Regions from separate parts of the Canis lupus genome. Here region 2 is linked to region 1. Evidence: chromatin contacts called from public Hi-C data. All regions are on one chromosome and are shown on one strand. Each heading gives the region's core, a stretch centred on a gene start, on an enhancer-like site or on the middle of the called end of the contact. The rest is flanking DNA. Distances are from core to core; before and after follow the strand shown.

Region 1 (4,154 bases), core at 94-2,593:
TGGGTCTGCCCTCCCTCAGGGAGCAGCCCATCCACAAATGCTGGGGGTGTGTGTGTGGGGGGGGGGGGCGGATACATTCATAGTATTTTCCAGATCCAGCTAGCCCAGAAAGCAGTGGTCCCCACGGCATGGTGTACAGGAGAACCCAGGGGGAGCATGTTAAAAACCCAGATCCCGGATCCCTGGGTGGCGCAGCGGTTTGGCGCCTGCCTTTGGCCCAGGGCACGATCCTGGAGACCCGGGATCGAATCCCACGTCGGGCTCCCGGTGCATGGAGCCTGCTTCTCCCTCTGCCTGTGTCTCTGCCTCTCTCTCTCTGTCTCTGTGACTATCATAAATAAATAAATAAATAAATAAATAAATAAATAAATAAATAAATAAATAAATAAATAAATAAATAAATAAATAAAAAACCCCAGATCCCTAGATTCACCTCCAGAGACTCTAATTCAGTGGCTGGGGGGTGATTCCCGACACAGGCCCCAGACCAGACAGGGAAACACTGCTGAGGACTTTGCTATAGGCCAAGAGGGGAGTAAAGAAGCCCCTTTTTGTCCAGGAACTAGCGCAACTGGCTTTTTCTTTCTAAGTCAAAATTCCCTACATCTGTGCTTGTCAGGAGACCTGGTCAGCTCAAGTCAGAGAAAAGCGGAAAACGCCAGTCGTCGCCAGGTCCTTGGCCACCGCCTCTGCAGCGGGGCTCCTCGCGGCCGCCGCGGGGCGGGGGGGGGGGGGGGGGTAGGAGGGCGCCCGCAGCCCCGCAGCCCCGCAGCCCCGCAGCCCCGCGGAGCGGCCTCCCCGCGCGGTGCACCTGCCGGGCGTGCGTACCGGGAAAGCCCGGAAGCGCAGGCAGTGCTCGCGGGGCTCCAAAGTGAGAGGGCTGTCGGGGCTGAGAGTGGCAGCTTTGACGACACTCGGAGTCCCCCAGTTGAGAGCACAGAGCCCCCTGCGCTTCCTCCCTGTCCCGAGGGCTGGCGGGGAGCCGGGGGGCGGGGGGGGGCCCGGCCTCCGCGGGGGCCCGCGTCCTGCGCCTCGGGCTCGGCCCCGGCGAGGGCACGCGCGGGCGTTTGCCGGGTGACCCAGCCAGGCCTCTCCCAGGCGGACCCCGGGCCCTCGGGGGGACCCCCGCGTCGCTGGCCCCGGCGCCTGGAGCCAGCCCTCGACCCGCCGCCCCCGCCCCCGCCCCGCCGGCTCCCGCCGGGGCCACTCGTCAGCGCAGGGCTGGGCGGTGCGGTCGCGGTGGGGAGGGGAGGGGACCGCAAGTGGGGGCGGCCGCCTGAGTGCGAGCAGTTTAGATGGGAGATCACGGGCGGGCGATAACCCGATAACCCGGGCCCTGGATGGCAGCTCAACAGGAAACCTCGAGGAGGAGATGGCTGCGGGCGGGAGGGGCGGGGCTGCTGCTCGCTGTAACCGCACCGGGGGCGCGCCGCCGCCGCCGGGGAGCCCGCCCTGGCTGCAGGCAGAGGCCGGGCCCCGCGCCCCTCTCCCGGCCCCAGGTTCCCTCGCCCTCTTGGCGGAGGCTGCCGTGTATGAATTCGGTTGGCGTCTTTGGGGCTGGGCTCTGGGTGTGGCCGGAGTGAGGAGCCCAGCCCCCGACCGCGCTGGGTGGGCTGTGCCAGCCTGAGCAGGGTGGCTGCGGGTCACACGGAGGGTGGTGAGTGCGAGTGAGGGTGGCCACCTCTGGAGAAGCCCCCGGAGCCGCTCCGCCTTCTCCTTCCCCTTTCCATGCAGGGCCCAAGGGACAGAGAGTGTGGCCTGGGAGGGCCAGCCTCAGCTCTTGAAAATCCCAGCGAGTTGTTTACTCTGTTGAGGGATCTGTATCTGATTTAGAACCCAAATAGCATTTCCTCCCCACCCCAACCTCTGAGGAGCTTGGTGCAGTGGGACCTGCTCCCCGGGCCTCCTCCTGGACGCTCGCGCCTCCGTGGCCACGCAGGGTAAGAGGCACAGGGCCTCCAGACTTGGACCCAGAGCGGCCCTGGGCCACGGAGGCCGCTGGCTGGACGGGGCATCAGGCAAGCAGGTTTCTGCTACAGGTGCTGGGAGAGCCCTGAGGAGGTGCTGTCAGTGGCCTGGGGCTGCAGGATGGCTCCCAGAGGACTCGAGAGGCTGCGGGTACAGCCCCCCCTTCCACCCCAGGGTCTTCATTCAGTTGCCCAGGGAGCTCAGCTTCCGTTGCCCAGAAACCTACTTGGCTTCTGGGGTCCCTGGCTCCCCAAGGGCGGTGGCTCTGGCTGGGCAAGGCTGTGTGGCCAGAGCTGTTTTCATCTCACTGTACCCGCCTGACTGGGCTGGTGCTCCTAGTGGGGATGAGGAAGGGAGAGACTTTGCCCTCATTCCTGCAGCACTGGATAACAGCATCAATAGTAATCGGTTGGTTAAGTGTTTACCTTCACCTGAGGTCATGGTCTCGGGGTCCTGGGATTGAGCGCCACATTGGGCTTCCTGCTCAGCGGAAGCTCCCCACGTCAGCTCCCTGCTTCTCCTTCTCCCTCTGCCCCTCCCTCTGCTCCTGCTGTCTCTCTCTGTCTCTCAAATAAATAAATCAAATCTTTAAAAATCATCATCATCATCATTCTGTTTGCTGGCAGTAATTGTTTTCATGTTCATTCAGAAGTGTAACCATATTCCCCAAACACCATTATAGTGAAAATTTCTATCTATTGGAGATACTTCCAAACCCCAGTAAGTCATCACCAGAAGTGCACTGAGCCACAGCCTAGTTGGAGGAACCTTGCTGGATGGATGAGTCCCCGTGCCTCCACTTGGTGCCCTGCCTAGAACTGTGCCGCACATACCTCGTTTGATTTAAAGGTTCACGTCATTCATGGAAAATAAACTCCTCCCGACCTCCCCCTTCCCTGACTCCTCTTGAATTAAGTGTGGAGAGCATTTTTTGAGAATGTAGCCACCCAGATATTGATAGCAACATCAATATTGATATAGACATACCTATATAAACATTTTTCTTGCGGGAAAGTATGCAAAAATATAATTTTACCATTTTAACCATTTTAAGTGTATAATTCAGTGGCATAAAGTTGTTGTGCAGTCATTACCACTATCAGTTTCCAGAACTTTTTCATCATCTCATACAGAAACTCTAATCAGAGATAGATTTCTGTATTATTATACATACACAGCCTATATATATCTTCTTTTTCATACATACAGAAGCATAACACTCCAGAGTTTGCTTTTTTTTCATCTAATTATCTTGGAGACCTTCCCATAGCAGCCTGTACAGAACTATCTGTTGTGTTTTTAATTTTTTTAAACTGCTACCCATGACTATACCTACATTTACTAATTAGATTCCTAGCTGGTGGGTGCTTAAGTTGTTTCCTTTTTTCTTTTTTTGCTCCTGCAGATAATTATGTAATAAACATCTGTGTGTGTGTGTGTGTGTGTGTGTGCGCACATGCCCTGCATGTGCATCCTATGAGAGTTTATCTGCAGAATAAATTAAAGTCTCAGAGAATTAGCAAAATCATGCCTGGAATTTTGACATGAGAAGGTTTGATAGGGTGGATTTCTTTTAAACAGTGCTAATGTTCAAGAGTATAATGTGATGGCTGTGTGCTGTGTGGGAAAAAAACAAAGGCCAGGCCACATAGGCATCTCGGGACCTCTCTGACCTTCAGTGTCTTTATCTGCAAAGTAGAATAAATAAGATGTGCCCAGATCAACCAGTCACGTCGGCTTAGGGCCTACCCTAGGTCATCATTTGAACCAAATCACCTCTGTAAAGGCCACTCTCCAAACACAGTCACATCCTGAGCGATTAAGGGTTAGGACTTCCATGTATGAATTTGGGGGGGGGGGGACACAATTCAGCCCATCACAAAGAACCTGGTGATGAATGATAGAAGAACACAAGAATGAAGGGATTTGTACCTGTTGAGTAGAAATAGACCACTTTCTGTGTGGAAACCATAGCTTGGTTTATGGGGCAAGGGCAGGAAGAGATAAAGATTACTACGTTCAGTTGAATGCAGACAAACTGTGTGTGTATGGTCTTGTCGGGGCAGTCGGCATCCTCGTGGCAGAGTCTGGATGGTAGGCCTGTCCTGTAGTGTGCCTGGGCAAAGGCAACTGTGAACCAAATTTACTCCAATTGGCTAGTTTTTTCTTTTAAAATTTATTCACAG
Region 2 (4,441 bases), core at 1,830-4,329, 210 kb after region 1:
CAGGACAATAAATCAAATTAACTGCACCTTGTCCTCAGTCCAATGACATCATCAGTTTGACCACATCTTGGGAATCGGGTGCAAAAACATATGCTATTTAAGGCATGAAATCATATTACTGCTTTTTGTCCATTCGACCTCATGCTTCAGGTCTCTGAAGCAGTCATTCACCTGAACATTCACATGAAAGCTACAGACTTTTTTCCCTGCTGCATTCGGGGCCTGCCTAGTGGAGGTGAAAAAGGAAAAATGATAAGAACTGGTCATTGGAAATTGGCTTGCTTTTAGCCCATCAAATCTACAATTTTGTTAGAAATTAAACTGAAGACTAATGTCTCCCAAAATATGTACCTAGCAACTGACCATAAAGTGCCTTATATTTTCAAAGGTTTAACACATCAATGCTAAATAACACTTCTCTGGTACTTTACTAATAGGGGTAAAAAAAAAAAAAACCACCAATGAGAAGCAACGCTGTTTTTAAAAAAACAAAAAAACAAAAAAACACTAAAACTATGTAAAATAAAAAAGAAAGAAAACTTTAACAAGGGAAAGACCAAAAATGAAAATTACTGTTTCTTCTGAATTACGGAAGTTAGCCTGACTTTCACAGACCAACTGTCCTAATTCTACATAAAACATAAAATCAATTCTGACAACTTAAAGAGGGGTGGGTGTGCTGGGAGAAGAATAAGTTACAAGATCAGGGTAGACACAATGCCTATGTTTATTATTCTACTATGTTCACTCATTTAACCATGACACAAATACTTAAAGAAAACATAACCCCATTTCTGTTTTTAGGAGTGCTACCATTAAAATAAGCAAACCTTAACAGGGATAGCACAAAATTAATATCAGCCATCTTTTAAATTAGAATGAAGAAGTTGAAAAGGAAATGCAGCACTGAGACATTCTGAAAGTGCTGTTAATTGGAACTTCTAAAACATTTAGTTATTCTACAACTCCTAGAAAAAAACTATGGGTTTTACAAATACTGCAGACCTTTTACAAAGCCTGAAAGTGTTTAACTTGGAGGTAGAAGCCAAGGGGCAGGGGAGAACTATCACCAAAGTAAAGTGATTTATTTGTATGAAATCAAAATAGGTTTCAGTCGCCTCTGAAAATGAGAAGATTTTCTTTCCTTAGGCCTAATATTACTGCAAACTGTAAGAAAGTCTTTTTAAGAGAAAACAAAACACGACAGAGTTGAAGCCTAGCTAGGAGCTGCTTTACTGCTGGTTAAGGCCCCAGGAGGGTTTGTTTTGCCCGCGGAGGACGGGTATGTGTATGGAAGTTGGTAGGGGAAAGTCATTTTGGTTATTAGTAAATAAATCAAGCGGCAGAGAATGAGGCCTAGGCAACTGCTAGAGGAGCCAAGGCCTAGCTCTCCCCCTGCTCTTCCCAGCACAGCCTGGGTTTGATCTCAGAGCCCCGTGGATTGCCAAGGAAAAAAAAAAAAAAGAATCATATCGAACCACAAAAGCACATGGGGCGAATGTAAAATATAAACACGGCGTTGGGCTGTGAGTGGCTGTTATTAAAGGTCTGAATTACTAAACATGAGAGGCGGGGAAAGCCAGGCGGCCATTTCAATAATATAAACCTCCCCGAATTAGACATTATTCAAATGAGAGAGGTTCGGCTAAGCCGAGAGTAGAGAGGACCGAGCACCCAGCAAGAAACCGACACCACAGGACCGGGGAGGGGGATCTCCGCCCCTACCTAACTCCCCACAGGAGAGGGGAAATCTAGAATATTATCAACTTGTCAGGCCAGCCGGTGCTCGGGCAGGGGCAGGAGGGCAGCCCTCTCTACATCCAAGTTCCTGAGAGGCCTCCGGGTGCTTCTGGGGCCTGAGAGCCAGAGGCCCCCGAGGGCCCCCGGCCCGGTCCGCCCGGGTTGGGCGCGGGGGCGGGGGCGCGGGAAGGGGCGCGGGGGCGGGGGGGAACGGAGATCAGACCACGCCAGACACCTCCAGCCAACTCCCCAGGGAAAGCACGACCCACGGGGACCGCTGACCGACGGTCCGGAACACATGGGGCTGCCCCGGAGGGCATCCCCCTCCGAGGGGAACTTTCCACGAGGGCCGCCTTCCCAGCCCGTCCGCCCCGGAGGGGGCGAAGCGGACCCCTGCGCGGGCTCCCCACCCCCGCCGCCCCGAGGCCACCTCACAGCGCCCACGACCGCTTGCCCCTACCCACCTAGGGCGCAGGCCCGGTTCAGGTCAGGCCGCCACACGGGGGACAAGCGGGGCGCGGCCGAGGTGCCCGGGGCCGTGACCCCCGGGCTCAGCCCCGCTCGGACCCCCGTGCGGCGGCGGGGCGCGGGCAGAACGCTCTCCCCGGGCGCACCCCCGGGCCGAGCCCCCCCCCGCCCGGGCCCTCTCCCGGGGGGGACGCGGGTGGCTGTCCGGCCGCCGGGGTCCGCTCCGGCCCCGCCGCCTCCCCGGCATTGTGCTCGCCGCCACCTCCATCCCCCTCCACGCCCCCCCCACCCCGCGCCCGCCCGGCCCGGGTCGCCCGCCCGCGCCCCGCCGGCCCAGCGGCTATGAATATGTAAAATGTCTTTATTGTCCTCTCCCTGTGCCCCGGCCCCGCGGCCCCGCCGAGGACCCGCTCGGGTTCGGGCACGGCGGCGAAGAGGCGGCGGCGGCCGGCGGAGGAGGAGGGCCGGTGCCGGCGGGCGGGCGGGCGAGCGGCGGCGGCGGCGGCGGCGGGGTGGGCCGGGGGCAGGAGGAGGGCGGTGGATCGCAGCCCCCTTTGCCCCTTGTCTTCCCCCTCCGCCTGGCCGCTCCGAGCCTCTTTTCCCCTCCGTTCGGCGCCCGGCGGGGGCTCCGTGCTCCCCGGCCCCCCATCTCCCCGCCGTTAATTATAATAATCCTGAGTACTAATAAATTATGCTAAGTCGCGGGGGGGGCAGCGGGAGCCGGGGTTGAGTATGAATATGAATATGTAAAATGCTGTAATGATTACCTGCTGCTGCTGCCGCCGCGGCTGAACTCTCATCTTGACTCGCTGCTCCTCCGTCCGCCATTTTGAATATTTTAACCAAAATCGCCCGGTCGATAAACCCTCCCTCGCTCCGGCTCCCCTCCCCCCTCCCGCCCTCCGTGCCTCCTCCCTCCTCTCCGCCCCCTCCCGCTCCTTCCTCTCCCCGGGCTCGCGCCAGGGGGCGCGCGAGGCCGTCCCCTAGGAGGAGCCCCACCCCTTCGGGCGCTCTGCGCACGCGCCTCCGGGTCGCCGTGGCTCTCCAGTAGCTAAAGCGCCCTCAACCTGCCAGTCACCCCTTTGCTGCACTTTCCCCCCGCCCCCCCGCCCCTCTCGGCTCTGCACATGCGCAACGCTTTCCACGCGCCTGAGATGCAGGCGGCGCATGCGTTACCTCTCCTGGGCTCCTTCTTGAAGCGTAACCTGTGTAGCACGTTGAGCATTCGTCCCTTCTTACTATGCCCCCTCTCCTCCCGCCCCACTGCCCTCCCAGCCTCACTCCGGCGTTCCCCAATGGACAGTGGCATTTTGAAAGAAGGGCGGGGGGCACGGCGGCCCAGAGCGTGGAAACGCGTGGAGTACCCGCGGGCAGGACCAGCCCCGGCGTCCCCTCCGCTGCGCGCTTTTTAAGGCTTTCCGCGCGGTTGAACCTCTGACAACAAAGGAGGGGCAGCTCCCCTGCTAGGTAATTTCCGGCCCGGTGGGCAGGTAGGGGCGGAAACGCCCGCCGCGGGGAGCCGGGCTGGAGGCACCTGCTGAGCTCTGCGCGGGCGTCCCGCTTTAAATTTGAATCCTAACGAGTCCCCGCCCCCAGCTCCGCGAATGCTGGAGACCCGGCCGGGCGAGCGCGCGGGGGAGGGTCTCGTGCTGGTTCTAATTAGCCTCCCATCCCTTCTGCTCTACTTGTTTGTAACCCCCGGTCGCTTCTGGGGCGCCGGACGCTCCAGTGGCCCGTGCCTGCCCCTGCCCCTGCCCCTGCCCCTGCCCCTGCCCTTGGCGGGGTTTTCCTGCGCCCCGATCGCCGCTCGCCCGACCGGAGCGCGTAGCCGGCGCCCTGGGCCGTGGGAAGCCGTTCTCCCCTGACTTTGGCTTGGGAACATACTTAAAACCTAGCCGTAAACTGGAAACTGATGACCTTAAAAAAAAAAAAAAAAAATCTCGAAATCAGCGGTAGCCTCATCCAGAATGTCACTGTTTCTCAGAGCAAAGAAGATAGCAGGCGTTTTGTGTTGTAAATCTCTTTTATTTCAGTCATGTTCTAAGATTTATCTTTAAAGGTAAATTTCCCTGGACAAGACCCAGGTCAATGATTTTACGAATTCTTTTTTAAAAAAGCCCTAAGATTTTTCCAGTTTGGGTTTTTGTTTGTTTGTTTGTTTGTTTTTGTTTTTGGTCTTTGTTTTTGAGGCTGAATAGAAAAGCATCTCTCCTAAGTGAAGTTAGAAAAAAAG

Evidence for each region. Hi-C and Micro-C count contacts between places; a contact is called where the count stands out from the background.
Region 2: a contact with region 1 is called in a Hi-C map of blood, with 2.4 times the contacts expected there. The contact joins the promoter of POU2F1 here to the enhancer-like site in region 1.

What each region holds. Positions count from the first base shown.
Region 1 is chr7:30,881,713-30,885,866 of UU_Cfam_GSD_1.0, forward strand. All of the region lies in intron 1 of CD247 (T-cell surface glycoprotein CD3 zeta chain), which reads left to right. Among named protein-coding and RNA genes, the nearest start is that of CD247, 55 kb to the left of the region's middle. Within about 2 kb of position 1,344, at least 3 of the 20 cell types and tissues checked have an H3K27ac peak or open chromatin away from gene starts, as enhancers often do. A contact at or near this core is called in blood, where this site is marked.
Region 2 is chr7:31,089,554-31,093,994 of UU_Cfam_GSD_1.0, forward strand. It overlaps POU2F1 (POU domain, class 2, transcription factor 1), which reads right to left and starts at 3,080. Exons shown (of 16, transcript XM_038542646.1): 1 at 2,976-3,080. The coding sequence starts at 3,036. The region is part of intron 1 of LOC106559032 (a long non-coding RNA gene); the gene reads left to right.